Regions from separate parts of the Rattus norvegicus genome. Here region 1 is linked to region 2. The links are chromatin contacts, called in public Hi-C maps. All regions are on one chromosome and are shown on one strand. Each heading gives the region's core, a stretch centred on a gene start, on an enhancer-like site or on the middle of the called end of the contact. The rest is flanking DNA. Distances are from core to core; before and after follow the strand shown.

Region 1 (3,363 bases), core at 748-3,247, 72 kb after region 2:
ACAATCAAGGCTGTGATAAATTCTCAAACCTAAAGTATAAAATGTGAGGACCATATCGGTAGCAGTTGACTAAAACGTTAGTGCCCCCTTGTGGCTATTTTGCCTTATAACTGATTTTTATGACCACACAGTGAAAATGTTAATAGTTTATTGATACATTAAAAAAAAAAAGAGTATGGGCACTGCTCTCAAGAAGCATGTCAACTAGCAAGGGGGACTAACATTAAGAAGATCACATGGCCGCACCGTTATACTCAGGGTCTGCTGTGAAGGAAGAGCACTCGGTGTCAGGACAACCTCAAGGAGGGACAACTTTAGCTACAGGACAGTCTGGAGCCAGGCAGGCCATGGGCACAGGGTCTGGACAGAGCTTTTTGTGCAAAGATATAGGGAACTGGCACCCTATAGAGTCTTCGCGCAGCCTGAGCAGTGAGGGAGGGTGGCTTAGAAAATCAGTAAGGACATTCAGGCCTGCTTGATCGTGCAAACGGCTTTGAATTCCTTTTTTAAATTCCTGGAAAATTCTTAGACATTAAGAATAACACGATCAGCGTTTGGTTTCTGAGCGAATGTCGTGTGGAACATGAGCAGGAATTGTGGGAGGTAAGAGCAGGAATAAGGGAAGTTACATAGCTCCTTCCGGTAAGAATTATTTAATATATGTGCTTACTTTAAAGAGTTCAATTGTACCATAAAATATAAAGCACCCAGAATTTCACAACTAGTAAGATGTTCTCCAACAGAACATCTTCCAAGGGCACTCGCTACTCCAAACTTGGTTTTACTTAAACTATCTTTTGTTTCTTTGGTTGGTTTTTGTGTGTGTGTGTGTGTGTGTGTGTGTGTGTGTGTGTGTGTGTGTGTGTGTAACGGTCCTGGCTGTCCTGGAACTCACTGCGTAGGCCACACTGGCCTGGAACTCACAGAGATCCACCTGCCTCTACTTCCTAAATGCTGGGATTAAAAGCTTGTGCCACCAGGGACATGCTTTTTTCTTCTCTTCCTTCTTTCCTCCCTTCTTTCCTTTCTTCCTGTCTCTTTCTTTAAACAAATAGGGTCTTGTCACATAGCCTGGATGGCCTTGATCATGGCTGTTAGCTGAGATTTATGGAGTTGCTCTTCTGAAGGATTCACAAAGCCTTTGCATAACCCAGTCCTAAGACATACCAGGCAAACCAGGAAGTCAACTGTGGCTGAGAACTGCTTAGGCAATCATCCTTCACACAACTCCTAGATCAGATAAGAGGTTCTGCTATGCGGAAATCAACTTGCTAAAAGTGCCTTTTGTGTAACGATAAAGAGCTTATGAAAAGTTCCAAGGTGTTCAGTCCTTCAGAGGCTGATCCATCCTGCTGCTGCCGCCCAGAAGCCTAAATTCATCCTGCAGTGCCTCCTTCTCAACCCAGACCACAGACAAGCAATGGTTTAGCAACAGTTACAACTGAACCCGTGTATAATTAGCAATCGTTAGCTCCCCTATGAGCAGCAATCTCCTCCTGCCATGGTCTAGAAGCCCTCCCCTGATTTGTTTTATCTTTGTATCCCTCTGTCCCCTGGGTCAAAATGGAATGAATGTGAATAACTGTTCGCCAAGGGTAGGAAGGAATGAGGGAACATATGACTACATTAAATAATTCAATGTAAAGCTTCTGCACCGCAACATTTCTTAAAGCAGAGCTGACAGGTAGGACACAGGAAAAGCGGAGGGGCAGAGTAGCAGCAATTTCTTTTAAATGCATCTCATCTCTCTGGCCAGGCCTTGACCCTTCATTTTTCTTGCTCTTCGTTCATGTCTACTGAAGCATGAGAGATCATGTGCACTTAAAATCTGGGCTGTGTTCTTTTAAAGCTCACAGTTAAACACAGGAGTTATAATTAACAAAGTAAAGCAGAGTAAAAATCCATTATTTAACTATTTCTTCTTTTCCACCTACACACTGATCAACACTATTTTGAACATGTTCAATGTGCTAACTACCAGATTCTTGTCTTCCTTAACCCACATCCTGTGGACCGTGTCCAGTGACTTCAGAGGAAATTCTGTGGTTAGAAGTGATATGCGTATATAAAAAAGGGGATGAAGCTTTCGTTTCTAGTTGATGTCAGGAAGACATCAGTGGGCGACACAGACAGACTAGAAGAGAATCAACAAACGAATACAAAGGCAGGCACTGCTATGCACTGCTATGCACTGCTATACACGGCTATACACGGCTATACACTGCTATACATGGCTATGCACAGCTATGCACTGCTATGCATGGCTATGCACAGCTATGCACTGCTATGCACTACTATGCACTGCTATACACTGCTATACACGGCTATGCACTGCTATACACGGCTATACACTGCTATACTGCTGAGCACTACAAAACAGAGTGGAGATGAGTCTTTAATCTTAAGGAAAATTTTCGAAAATCTTACGTATCTCTTTTCCAAAGCATCAAAACAACCTTGAATCCTGTCAAGAAATAATATCCAGTGTCACTATAGCCCATATGAACAGCCAAAAAAATAAATCCAAGTACGTAATTAGCTGCACTTCTATCTTGAAGCACATAAATTAGCAATCATTCTGCCTGTTCTGTCATCTTTTAGAACCCCAAGCATCTTTCCACACCTACAGAATATTACAAGTGACGGACAGGCCATTCTGAAGCGCAGAAGTGCGCTTTCATTCCCACCACCACGTGTTAGCAAACAGACAGGCGCGTGGTGAACAATTGCAGTCAGGACTTTTTTTTCTTTATATAAGTCCATTTTCTTCTAAAATTAAATTGATAGTTTAAAATAATAACGAATAATTGCTACAATTCCCAGGAAAGAAGACTAAGAAAAGCAGTTTAAGTAAATGATTTTACAAAATAGTTTTATGGGTAATTTCAGCCATGATATATGTTGTTCGGTTTTTTCAGAATTTACTTACCATTTAATAATATGTAATGACCCAGGACACTTTTTGTCTTCCCGGAGAATTTTTAAACTGAGGTCTAAAAAAAACAGAAACATCACTGTTATTCTGAAAAATCCACGCTCAATAGGGCATTTTCTTTAATTTATTTGTAAAATTTAGTTTTATGTTTTATATTTCTAACTTTGTTTTTGTTTTGTTTGTTATTGTGTTATTGTGGTTTCTCTGTGTAGCCCTAGTTGTCCGGAAACTTACTCCGTAGAATGGCTGGCCTTGGACTCAAGAGATCCATCTGCCTCTGCCTCCTTAGTGCTGGGATCAAAGGCGTGTCCACCACAGCCTGGCACACTTTGAATGTCTAAATACCCACTTTACACACGAATCCTATGTTGACAGTTACCTCAGTCCTTGTTTCGAAGTAGTGTATCAGACTCGCACTCTGGTTTCTT
Region 2 (3,721 bases), core at 540-3,039:
TCTCGAGCCTTGGCTATATGCTTGCTGGGCAGTTCACTTGATTTTCTTTCTTCATCCTCATAGGAGATAGGAACAAGGTTTCACTCTTATATTTCATTAGACCACGTAAACTGAGGATCAGAGAGGGAAAATAACTTATTTAGAAACTAGCAGTGAGGCTTGCATTCAGTATCTCAGGTATGTGCTTTCTTTCTTTCCTCCCTCCTTCCCCCCCTCCCCCGGTTTGGGTGTTTGAGATGCAGTTGTAGTCCTCCAGCCTCAGACTCCTGAGTGCTGGAACTACAGGTGTGCACCACCAGGCCTGGGAAGCTCTGTCTTGACTGCCTTGCTGAAAGGAAGATGAGAAACTAACTGTGTTTGGTCATCCCGGAGCCAGTGAGTAATTATCCTAATGGAACCAAGCTTCACCCGCCTTTGGAAGTGCGAAGAACCAGATAACAGCCTTTCAAAGCCAGTTTTACACTAGGTTTCTGTCCTGAAGTATCTGAGGCCCCCCAAGACTGCATCTGTACTTCAGTGCCCTCCAGATGTTTATGAGGCTGTCATTCAGCTTGCCTCTCCACTTGTGGAGAGGGGCTTGTATGGTTGGACACCCGGGACCAGGAAGATCAGTCTAGAACACTGAGTGAGACTTCACTGAAGGCTCAAGGCTATCACCCTGGCGTTATAACAGAAACAGCCTGATCCTGAATGGCCGGCCTATTTTCCAGGATGGCCTTTTGCGAAGGTCTTCCATGTAATACCAGGGCAATTGAGTACCAGGGCAGTTTCTCTGACTGTGCACAATTACCCTGACTGTGGGGTACGTGTAAGCCACCATCTCCTACAAGAAGGAATCTCCAGGAGGAACATGCCTTATCCCCAGCACTCTGGAGGTAGAGACAGTCAGATCTCTGAATTCTAGGTCAGCCTGGTCTGCATCCTGAGTTCTAGGACAGCTAGGTCTATTTAGAGAGACCCTGTGTAAAACACAAAACAAAACAAAACAAAACAAACAACCCCTGAAAACCTAAAAAACAACCAAGCCAAAACCAACCAAGCAAACAACACAGACATGAACACCTTTGAGGCTTCCACAAAGGAAAACCCTACCTGCAGGGCGCTGTCCAATCAGATACCATTGTATGAGCACATTTATTCTTTAGCTCCGCCCCAAGTCTCATGACTTCTGGATAGGAATTACACTTAACCATTGCATAGCCAAATCAACAACCAAATAACCAAATAAACAACCAAATAACCAAATAACCAAATAGATAGATAGATAGATAGATAGATAGATAGATAGATAGATAGACAGACAGACAGACAGACAGACAAATGTTTTAGACAAACAAAACACTGTCCCAGTGCTGCCCTTGTTTTCTATGGATATTGAAAATGGCATATTATGTTTCAGCAAGGACCTCAATACAGAAATCACAGTTAAAACATTCCCGCAGAAACAGACGAATACTTTCCAGAGTACAACTCAGGCATTCTCTCACATATGTAGAGGCTAGACTATTCTTGGGGCTTCCTTTAAAAAATATTCATTATATCTGAACATTGTTTTTGTTCTAAGAATCTGTGGAAGTCAATGACGTGGCAGTGGTGGTGATGGTGGCAGTAGTGGTGATGGTGATGGTGTTGGTAGTGGTGGTGGTGGTGGCAAACACCCTTTATCCCAGCACTTGGGAGGCAGAGGCAGATGGATCTCTCTGAGTTTGAGGCCAGCCTGGTCCACAGAGTGACTTCCATGGCACAGAGGGGGAAGAAGAAACCAGGAAAGGAATCTGTGGAAGTCACTGAAGATCTCAGACTGCTGGTTTGGAAACCATAAATCAATAACTTGTTGCGCTCAAAATGAGCTTCAATTTTACTAGAATTTTAAAAACCACAGCAGTTTAAACTTATCTCAAGGCAGCTTTGACAATGAGACCATTTCCAGCCTGTTTCTGGCAGACATGAGCTGGAGAGTGAAAGAACCTAGACACAGGAGGGACCTGCAGGAGGGGAAACGGAGGTGTGGTTTCCGGTGCCTGGCTTCAAAGGCTGGGGGCAACCCTGAGCCCAACCTATTTCTTTGTAGCTAGACTAATTTCTGTAAAGAGAGAGAAACCACTGAGCCAAAGTCAAACTTCCCCATACTTTAACAGTGCCCCAGTTTCCAGACCATCACCCTCTAATCTCTGTAATTGTGCTGGGGAGCAGGTGCATCCGGCGAGTGAAAGGCCGGCCCAGCACACTGCAGGGATCCAGCCTGGGCTAAGTTTCTTTGGATCTCCTCTCCCTTCGCCATCTCTCTCTTCCCCTCGTTTCTTCTCCTCCTTTCTCTCCCTTTCTCTGAGTTTTTTCATGCATTTGTTTTTATCCATTTTTTGACAGCTGGGGCAGAAATGAAAAACTAAAGGATTTATTTCCTTAGACAAATCTTCCACTGAATGAAAAGGAATGCCTCTTCCTAACCAGTTATGCAAATGAGCTAGCAATGCTGTGAAAACCAGCTCTATCATATGCTCACGTTTCTCAGCGCTTGATAACAGATGGAGAGCTCCCCCTGAACTCACATCAGAAACGCGAGGTACCCATTGGCGGTGAGACCGATGTTTAGATGAAAGGGGTGTGGGGGTGTTAGAAGACAGAGCCAGATCGCTGCAGACAGTGTCTAGATAGAATTAGGTTCCACACTTTAAAGAAGACTGTCAATATTAGGGTGCGTCTCTGATGACTGTAAATACAGACTGAGTGCTGAGTCCCCCTGCAAACCAAATGGTTTCCTTCTGAAACCCAGGCTACTCACTCTGTAAGTCACAGACCCTTAGAGATGTGGTGACATTCTCTGTGTCCTCACCACCTTATAAGACAGACAGCCCATCACAAAATCCTGACAGCCTGTGGAGCTCAGAGCTCTTCTGTCCTCTGTGCCAAACCGACCTCTTGCTGCTTCCACCAATTTGGTCTCAGATCTGCCCTCTGGAGAGACACAAAATAAACCTAATCCCTCTACTAGACACCAAATCCCTTTATGTGACTCCCTTAACAAAATATGGTGACTCAGGCTGCACATCAAGCATCTAATGAGACCAATTACCTTTCCCCTCCTGCTCCTTTTAGTGGCAGAGCAGGCTTACATGAATCCACTTTAATACGCAGGCGGGGAGAATCCAACCCCCTCTTCCCCCACAGTCCTGCCTTAGAGCTTCAGCTGATACTCAGCATTAGGTCCTCGGAAACAGGAGAATCCAGCAAAGGGCAGCGCTAGGCAGGCAGGCTACCCTGACTTTCCTCTGTTGTGTAGCACACTCTCCTCCTGCAGGCTAAGGGACACCTGGCCCAGAGACTCTTGTCAACTTCTGCGGCAGAATCCTGAGACTGTCCCCCAGATCTTGCCCCTGACAGTTTGATTAGTTCCAGTTAAGACATAATGTGTGATGGACACTCCAGGTACTAAGGGCCTCATTGACCTTACATTGGAGAAACACTAATTTAAGTGAAAAACAAAAAACTACAAAGTGCCTTGCAGGCCCAGTGAATGGATAAGGGGGCTTGCCGCCAAGCCTGAGGACCTAAGTTCACTCCTCAGAACCCACATGATGGGAGGGAAGAACCGACGTTAACAAGTTGTCCTTTGATTATCACACACGCATGTGAGACACACACACACACACACACACACAACACACACACACACACACACACACATTTAATATCTAACTTATCGATCTCATCCATTTAACTT

What was found. A called contact is a pair of places that touch in the nucleus more often than the background predicts.
Region 1: a Hi-C map of the Rat2 cell line shows a contact between it and region 2, with 3 times the contacts expected there. The contact joins two enhancer-like sites. A contact is called at or near these places in 3 of 12 Hi-C or Micro-C datasets (the Rat2 cell line, hepatocytes and mammary epithelial cells).

What each region holds. Positions count from the first base shown.
Region 1 is chr14:83,506,219-83,509,581 of GRCr8, forward strand. Hormad2 (HORMA domain containing 2) reads right to left here. Exons shown (of 11, transcript NM_001401619.1): 4 at 2,930-2,993; 5 at 2,428-2,464. Among named protein-coding and RNA genes, the nearest start is that of Hormad2, 16 kb to the right of the region's middle. Within about 2 kb of position 1,998, at least 7 of the 93 cell types and tissues checked have an H3K27ac peak or open chromatin away from gene starts, as enhancers often do.
Region 2 is chr14:83,434,807-83,438,527 of GRCr8, forward strand. No RefSeq gene overlaps it. Among named protein-coding and RNA genes, the nearest start is that of Lif, 79 kb to the left of the region's middle. Within about 2 kb of position 1,790, at least 5 of the 93 cell types and tissues checked have an H3K27ac peak or open chromatin away from gene starts, as enhancers often do.